Linked DNA regions of Mus musculus: region 2 is linked to region 1. The links are chromatin contacts, called in public promoter capture Hi-C maps. All regions are on one chromosome and are shown on one strand. The core of a region is the stretch at or near the end of the contact, and the rest is flanking DNA. Distances in the headings are between cores, read along the strand shown.

Evidence for each region. Promoter capture Hi-C pulls out the DNA fragments that hold promoters and counts their contacts.
Region 2: a contact with region 1 is called in a promoter capture Hi-C map of pre-B cells, with 5 times the contacts expected there. The contact joins the enhancer-like site here to the promoter of Snrpb2 in region 1. A contact is called at or near these places in 4 of 39 promoter capture datasets (embryonic stem cells, frontonasal cranial neural crest and pre-B cells) and 1 of 115 datasets of contacts at active chromatin or transcription factors (embryonic stem cells).

The regions. Positions count from the first base shown.
Region 1 is chr2:143,060,061-143,064,545 of GRCm38.p6, reverse strand. It overlaps Snrpb2 (U2 small nuclear ribonucleoprotein B), which reads right to left and starts at 1,477. Exons shown (of 7, transcript NM_021335.3): 1 at 1,448-1,477; 2 at 1-4.
Region 2 is chr2:143,838,107-143,842,806 of GRCm38.p6, reverse strand. It overlaps Bfsp1 (beaded filament structural protein 1, in lens-CP94), which reads left to right. Exons shown (of 8, transcript NM_009751.2): 5 at 1,026-1,133. Among named protein-coding and RNA genes, the nearest start is that of Bfsp1, 23 kb to the left of the region's middle. Within about 2 kb of position 3,381, at least 73 of the 459 cell types and tissues checked have an H3K27ac peak or open chromatin away from gene starts, as enhancers often do. A contact at or near this core is called in pre-B cells, where this site is marked.

The DNA of each region.
Region 1 (4,485 bases), core at 228-2,727:
TAGCCTAAAAGAAATAATAAATAATCAGTTATTAGCAAAGAGGGTTAAATCACGCAGGTGTACAGCATGACACAACTCTTAATCACCCCGCCCTACCTCCCACAGCCATCTCTTTTAGTCAAATGGAAAACAGCTCTCAAGATCAAACCTTGGAAGGACAATACCAAGGTTCTACAAATTGGTAGAATCTGTCAATACATAGGCAGATTTAAAAACATATTATTCAAGGTTATATACTTCTTTTATCCCCACTTAAATGATACTGTCCTTTCATCTACATAATGACATAACTTTCGAAAGTATATTTATTAATTCTTTGAGAATGTCATGTGTTTTGATCATATTCACCAGAAAATGGTTTTTCAGTAAAATGATTTGAACATTTTGTGAAAGATCAGTAAACACGCACCTAGTTTTAAAAAGTCATTGTAATAGAACAATACAAATTAAGACAGTTCATAGATGCACTCATGAATGTATTGATTTAAACGATTAGTGTGTGTGTGTGTGTTTGTTTACCTGTGCCATCGTGTATGTTGAGGTCAGAGAACGACCTCTCAGGGGCTTTCACTTCTGTCTCTTTCCCACTATGTGAGTCTCAAGAGTGGTCAAGGTTGACAGTTCAGAGCTCAGATTCTTGTATCAATAAGATACGGATTTAAGTTCTGTTTACGATTTTACAACCTACTTCGATGGGGGGCAAGTTCCTTAATGTCTCAAGTCCCCAGCTACAAATTATGGCTACTAACAGCACCTATAAAATGGAGCCTATAAAATTATGAGACAGATATGTATCAGTCTGCACCAGTTAGCATCTACAGTTACTATTTATTATCGATAGCTATCACTCGTTAAAGGACACAAGTGTCTTAACGTCACACAACAAGCTGCTCTGAACAACTTATAGGAAGGGCCTGTACTATGTAGGCAACGGATAATAGGTAACGTTTCTCACAGGCTTGCCTCTCTACATGGGAACCTGGAGAAGGGCTGGGACTCAAGAGAGGGACAAGAGCACAGGCTCTGGCATTAGCTCCTTTGGGCTGAAATAGTGCAAGGGCACCAGAAACCCAAAGGCTGCCGGGGAGAAGAGGCCGAGAGTGCACAGTGAACTGCACACCCTGCTCCTCCAAGCAAGTCACGGGCCATTCTCTCCCCCTGGGCTAATTCCTATGTGTCCGCTTGAGCCTCTTTACACACCGGCCAATCCACCCAACACCAGGGTCCTCTGACATTAAAAACCCAACCATCCTGCAGAGAACAGGCTGTGACGCCGGGCCTCATTCCGCCAGCCCTGGGGTCGCCGTCCCTTCCTCCTATACGTCCGCGGACCGAGGACCACGCAACCGACGACACCTTCGCCCTCGCCGGCTCAGTTACCGCGGACGGGGCGGATCCCGCCAAACCCTGAGACCAGCCACAGCGAAAAAGAACCCGAGAGACTCACCTGAAGCCGGCGCGGTCCGCTTGAAACTAATACCGGAAGAGCTTCCCCGCGCCGGAAGAGGGCGGCCAAACTCCTCAATCGAACTCAGAGAAGTCGAAGAGTCGAGCACCGATTCAATCGAGCCCTCCTCGCCCCGGCCGGCCAAGGCGGAATCTTTCTGCGCACGCGCATTCCTGTGGGCTAGGAAGTTTGTGGAAAGGGGGAGAACTGGAAGGGATCAAATTAGGACCCGGGGGCCAAGCTGTGGAGGCAGAGGAGGGAAGGGTAGGGGGTCGTTTCCCTTACTGCGACTTTGAAGCTTCCCAACTATAGGATGTGATACAATTTTACAGGAGCCTGTCTCCAGCCACAAGTTAGTCAAGCCTTTCTATGGGTCCTGGTCAACTTGACTTAACACCATTGTCAATCTCTAGTTGTCAATCTCCAGGAGTCTGAAAGAACACACCAGCCAGCACTCTATAGATTACGTCTTAGATGCAGCCCAGTCTTCGACCCCTGAACAAAGAGAATTTTAGTCGTTGATGGTACTCTCACCAGGCTTCAGGAGCGAGCAAACTAAAGAGCCTAAACTCACTTAGACACAGTTAACTCCCGCCCACTCCCCCACCCTCTCCTTTCCTCACAAAATGCTTGGATTTTTCTAGGCTAAAAATTGGGGTAAGGACCAAATTGGTTGATTTTACCAGCCTGAGGTTTCTAATTTTTGAAAGTCACATGAAGTTGCAGGATGGAAATAGTGTTTTGAGAGTAGTAATTTTATATGCTTTTTTCACTGAAGTGATTAGGAGAATGGCTTATACTCGATAAATATGATTCAGACGATTGAATGAAGTTCCGTGAAAATTAGGTCATAATAAAACAAGTGTGATATCCAGTGAAAATCCTGTAAATGTAGGAAATAATGTTAAACAACCACAGAAAAAGTGTTCTTTAATTACATAGATATGGAAACCAGTTTGGCTTTTATAAAAACAATATCGAGTATGTTCTTAGCAAAAGGGCATCAAGTAAATACGAAACACTTTCTAAGCAACAGAAGGTCTGAGCAGTTGATTAACTGTGCTTGGTGGTAATGAGAGCATTGGAATAAGCTATAACCTGCCTGTGTTATATACATTCATCTGGCCGAGAGAGAGTTCGTAGCTATTTTCAAAAAGCAAATTGATAAACATGCAAGGACACTCCACTTGGGAAAAAAATAAAGAGATTTAAAGAAATGCCATACCTATTCTATCAAAGCTTGAGTCTCAGCTACTATACCTTTTGCACAGCAAAGAAGAAATTGTCCGATGACAACTCAGTGTCAGTGGCTTCTATGCTCTTTTCCAGGTTCACTTATAAAGAATGAACACATTTTTATATCCATGAGTAATCCCTGCAAGCTTTTTTTTTTTCTTCTTGTCTGTATAGTCCTGGCTGTCCTGGAACTCACTTTGTAGACCAGGCTGGCCTCGAACTCAGAAATCCACCTGCCTCTGCCTCCCAAATGCTGGGATTAAAGACATGTACCACCACCACACCCGGCTCTCCCACTGCAAGCTTTCTTGAATGGGTCTTCATCGGTTTCTTGAATGACTGGGAAACTAAGACTTGAAATAGGATTTGGTAAGGAATGAAGGGGAAGAGGCTTTCCAGGTTGTTGCAGGATATTTGATCACACCGTGAACCCGGGGATTGTGTTGTTTATTGAGAGAAGCTATTTCTGCTTTGGTGTGACTCGGTTTTAGCACACACCTTTAATATCTCTGGCTGGAATACAGACTTGCCCTGAGTACACACCTTTAATCCCAAACAGTGAAGGTAATGTTAGTTGGTAGAAGGAGTCACCCGTTTGAAAATGGTGTGATGTCTGATTGAGTGGCAGACAAAGTTATGAATCAGGAGAAGATTTGACAGAATAGGATGTGGCCAACTTTCATAAGAGAGGAAAGAGAAGCTATTTAAGAGGGCAGTGCAGAAAGAGGGAGAGAGAGAGAGAGGGAGAGAGAGAGAGAGAGAGAGAGAGAGAGAGAGAGAGAGAGAGAGAGAGAGAGAGAAGAAGAAGGAGGAGGAGGAGGAGGAGGAGGAGGAGGAGGAGGAGGAGGAGGAGGAGGAGGAGGAGGAAGAGGCAGAAGAGGAGAAAGAGGAGAAAGAGGAGGAAGAGTCAGTTTTACCAGGAGAGATTTAAGAGACTTATTGAAGAGAGAATAAGCTAGACACAGGTAAAGTTAAATGAGAAAGACCCTGAATATTAGGACAGATTGCTAGAGTTAATTTGAGATCAAGCAGAGCAATTCAGGAGAGGTAGATAAGTAGATAGATAGATGGGTAGGTAGATAGATAGATAGATAGATAGATAGATAGATAGATAGATAGATAGATAGATAGATAGATAGAAGCAAGATTGAGGCAATAAGCCTCAGAGACAACAATTATAACAAGCAAATAAAAGATTCTGTTTTTTGTTTTTTTGTTTTTTGTTTTTTGAGAAATCTTGTAATCACCTGATTCTATATTTAAAGTGTTAGGGGGACAATAGCACCCAAACTCTGATCACATATGCATGTAGTGTAAAAAAAAATGGATGCATTATAAACAAATCTTCTATAAACTCTGACCTCTTGCTGGTCAAACTAGGAATTAGATGTCAAAAACTCACATTTTAAAACTAATAGAAGAGAATGTATGTTTCCCTGGAGTTCTGCTTGGTTTAGACTCATATTTTTGTTAGGCAGAAGATTTACTTTCCAGTAAAACAGGTTTTTTATCAAACTAAACCCAGAGGCAGCGTTAAACCCATCATATACAAGCTTCATGCATCTACTAACGATAAAATTTGTTTATTTTCAGGACATCAGAAAAATTACTACAACCAGTTGGGAATAAAACTGTGTGTCAAGACTCCTAAATTATAAAGATGGTGACTGCACTGTCTCTTAGTGGCTCTCAATTCACATATATTTTCTGTACTTTATCTGCACATGTTTTATGTTTCTCATTAAATGTTTCCCAGTATCTTGCAGCAGTGACTTTGGGAAAGGAATATGCTGAAAGGAAAA
Region 2 (4,700 bases), core at 2,132-4,631, 780 kb before region 1:
TTCACCCTCTTTCCACAATTCTATATGATAATGACCAAGCCTTCAACACACGAACCCTGGAGATCTACACTATAGCAGTTCCTTGTGAGGTATTGGTGGGCAGGGGCTGCCTTCTGTATGTGGCTTGAACATGGAAAGCACTTGGTATAGACTCAGGTTTGGGTTTCTAGGGTTTTGAGGCAGTGTCCTCTGTGTTGCAGGCAGGGCTCCTGAACAGTTAGCCTTTAAGAATCACTGGTATTTTTGAATAGGTGGAGAGGCAAGCCATGACAGATTGTGGACAGGCTGGAAGGGGGTTTCCTTCTGGACTGCCCCACTGATCATCAGTGTCTCGGCTTCATCAGGCCTCTTCTTGCCTTTCACCTTTTGGGGCTAGATGGTTTCTGCTTGGCACTGTGGCATAGCTGATGGCTCAGAGAACAAAATGATTTTCATCTTCATAGGCACAGAACCCTTAGCCAAATGAGCATCTGCATTCCACAGTGGTCTTTTCACAAAAGGGAAAACGGAGGCTTTGAAAGTCAAATATCTGTCTGGCTAGCCAGTCTGTGGCACAAATAGGTCTATGCTTGGCTCTCTTGCTCTTTGTTGTCTGAGCTTTTCCTCTTGAGCAGTTAATGGTTCAGACAGTGGCCACTGTGGGCCTGTTTGGGTCAGCTTGGGCAGTTGGAACAGGACTCCTTAGTTTATTGCTCAGAGCTCTGGAGACTGGAAGTCCAAGATCAAGGTGCTGGCAGAATTGGTACCTGTTGCAGATTCTTCCTCACTGTGTGCCATGTGGTGGTGGTTGGGGGACAGGGGTAGGTCTCCGTTACCTCTTCGTCTTCTCATTAGCACTAAGTCCTAACGGAGCTCCGTTTTCATGACCCTAATCACCTTCCATAGGTTTCCACTCACCAATGCCTTAGCAGATCGGGGATTGGCACATGAGCTTGGGGGGATACAAAGAAGGGTTCTTACTCCTTCATTGTCTCTTTTATCTTTGCACTTCTTTGTCTGAATCTCAGTCTGGCCTCCTCATGCAGGAGAAGCTGTTCACAGAACGGGAAGTGGCTGCCCTGCAGAACCAGCTGGAGGAGGGCCGAGAGGCAGTCACCCACCTGCAGGCACAGAAAGCTGAGCTGCAGGCCCAGGTATGATCCATCTTCGGCGTATCTTATTGAACCGACACATGAAGGCAGAGGTGTCCAGTTCTGTGGTGTACAGACTCAGCACACCCGTGTGCCCTGCACCACAGCATTCTGAGCAGGGGAACAAACACCTTGCTTTGCCCTGGGCTGAGATTTCCCGGAATGTGTGTTTTAGCATTCTGCTAAGAAGAGTTCTGGGACATAGGATGACAGGGATGGAGACAGGGACACGTGGACACCCAGCCTCATGGTGGCTCTTCTCTTGTCTCCATTGAGTCACATCTCTTCTACCAAGGAAAATAACACATCTCATCATGGATCACTTTGCCTTTGTCAAGCCTGTTAACATTTAGAAAACACACACACACACACACACACACACACACACACCAGGGTTTTAACCACATATTCACTCAAATCTGGGCATCCCTGTTTTTCCTCTCCCTGTGGTCTCTCCTTTGGAATTGATGATGGTCTGGGAAGAGTGCCCGCAGGGAGGCAGGAGGCTGGCTTGTACCAGTGTTCGCCTCTCATGAGATGTCTGCTAGTGTGAGGCTCACAGTTCTGTTTCCTTTTAAGTTGTGGGTTTCATGGTTCACAGCCCTGACTGCTTCACACGCTCTCATTTCCATGCAGATGGGCACAGAGACGTTGAATGTCGGGCTTAAATGCTGCCCTTCCTACAGCTGGGTAACCACACATCCCAAACCAATCAATTGGCATTTAGTAGACAGGTACCCTCAAGGAACAAACGAGAAAAAGATCTAAAATTCTGACTGTAAAACCCGGGGCATCTGGGTTGTCATGACACTCAGGGCCTACTGTTCAGAGTCCAGGGCATCAGGAAAAACTTAACTGGATTCTCATTTAATCACCATTTCTGACATCCTGTTTTCCATCCCCACTGGGCCCCTCATAAAGCTCTCACTGTGCAGCAGTCCCAGAAGACAATGCTACAACAAGGGGGCAACAAGGAACAGTGGTTGCCCCCTGAGTGAAAGATCACAGGAGAGAAATTGAGTCAGGCCTTAAAAATGCCTTCTTCCCAGGACATAACCATGCCTCAGGGACTAGATACTTCTCAGTGACCGTGGTTTCTTTTGAGGGAGGGAGGGGAGTGGAGAAGGGAGAGATGGAGAAATGTTTATGTAGAGAATGTGGTGTGTGTGTGTGATATGTATATAGTGTGTGTGGTGTATGTCGTATATGTGTATATAAGGTCTGTGGGTAGTGTGTGAGTATATGAGGTGATTTGAGTGTATTTGCTGTGTATGTATGTAGAGTATATTGTAAAGTGTGTATGATATGTATATTGCATGCATGTGTAATGTGAAGGGTGCGTGGGCTCTGCATGTGTGCATGTATGTGTATATACATGTGTATATGTGGGGTGTGTAATGTCAGGTATATGTGTGGCGTGTGATGTTCATATGAAGTATGACTTATTCATCTATCTGTGTAGGGCATATGTGCATGCACGTGGGATGTGTGTATGGTGTAAGTGTTTTACATGTGACTGAGGAAGTGGGTGTAGGCCCAGTCCCGGTTCTGGAGACTGTGGTTTTCAAATTGTTCCTTGAAATTCACCAGGTGTAAAATGAATTCAGTAGAATTGACTGGTACAAAAAAGGAAGAAAGCAGGCTGGAGAGATGGCTCAGGGGTTAAGAGCACTGGCTGCTTTTCCAGAGGTCCTGAGTTCAATTCCCAGCAACCACATGGTGGCTCACAACCATCGGTAGTGGGATCTGATGCCCTCTTCTGGTGTGTCTGAAGATAGTGACAGTGTGTTCATATACGTACAGTAAATACATAAGTCTTTATAAAAAATTAGAAGAAAGCAACACAATGGCGCTGGGAATAAGAAGTAACAGAATGCATGGCAGTGAGAAGTATACAAAGTTTATCCTGGAAAACTTTTGTCTTAAATGTATCTGTATATTTTTGACTACACATGTATTTGCTCAAATGCACACATATGATGTGGCCTATGGTGTGAACTATGTCACTTCCTGTGGTCTGGGTGACAAAGTTGAAAAACACAGCCCTAGATACTAAAAAGATCAAGGCCCTAGCCTCACATGGAAAATTTTAGTTCTGCGGGGGGGGGGGAGGGGGGAGACTGTTTGTCTTTCTTTGTGTGCACACATATTTTTGATGGCTATAAAACCATGATATGTATAGGAAGTGTGTGATCTATTGATGTAGGGTACATGTGCCTGCATGTGGGATGTGTGTATTGTGCATGTGTGCATGGGACTGAGGAAGCAGGTGCAGGCCTGTTATGGTCCTGGAAACCCATGTTTTTCAAACTCTTAGTTATAGTTCATTGGGTGGGAAACAACAGGCTTGGCCTGGTTTCTGAGTACATGAGGTATAACTGTTGGGTCAGGTCCTGTTCTCAGCCTCTGACACTACTGAGACTTAGCAGTTTATCTCTGTGTCTAAGGTAGGGTCTCACTTTCTCCTCTAGGTTCCCTTCCCTGTCCCTAGATTTTATTAGTCTGGTGAAGTTTGTGGATCCTTTCTCATAAAATGTTGTTGAAGGCAAAAAAAATTATTCAAAGCAAGCCAATTCTATAAAGATAGTTATCCATATGTTATCCAGTGTCCTTGACTCGAGGGGTCATGTCTGGATGAATCTGCAGCAAGCTGAAGTAACCTGAGGTGCACATGGCTTTTATATGGCCCACTTATCTATTACACACCCCAACCTTACAGCACAGCACCCTGTCGAGTGTAGGGTGTGTCCTGGCTGATACAGTCATGGCTTGCTGCCACACCACTGCTATGCACGAAGGCAAAATGCAAACAGGAAGCATGGCCTCTACAGAAAGCACAGTGCTTCCACACTGTGGTCAAGTGGACCAGTGCACGTCCATGATGCTCTGCAGGGCATGTACAGTCGCTTGTCAGTATCCAAGGGGGATTAGTCTTCACAACCCCACAGGTACTGAAAATCACACTTGCTCAAGACTCCAAAGTGCTTAGTGCTTGTATGTGAACTATGAAGTTCTCCCATAGCCTTGAACTCAACCCCAACAACTTATAACATCCAGGATAGTGTGAGTGGGTATAAGTAGTTTTATTTTTTATTATTTAGGAAATGATGACAAACATGGTTATACACACACACACACACACACACACACACACACACACACACATATATATATATTTTTCAGCAGAGGCATAATTGGTTGATTGGGACTCTTAGGATCCAGAGAGGTGACTGTTCAGTAACAAAATACTGAACATAACAAAATTGGTCTAACAAAATAACAAAAATTGGTCTAATGAACCTCAGGTGTGCCACCTTCACGGGTTGTCACAGCCCATGTATGTGACGTGGCTCCTGCGTATTTTCTCATTTTCACACTGTTCTGTAAGTCAGGGAGTGGGGCAAGCAGGTTGGTCTCTCTGTTCTGGGTCTCCCAGGGTGGCATAAAGTGTGTGTGTGTGTGTGTGTGTAGTCCACCTGGGCCCCTGCTGGAGGATCTTATGGGAGAACTTGCTCACAGTGTCGGGTGTGTGGTTGGTACAAGTCAATTCCGACAGGCTATAGTGGGGAG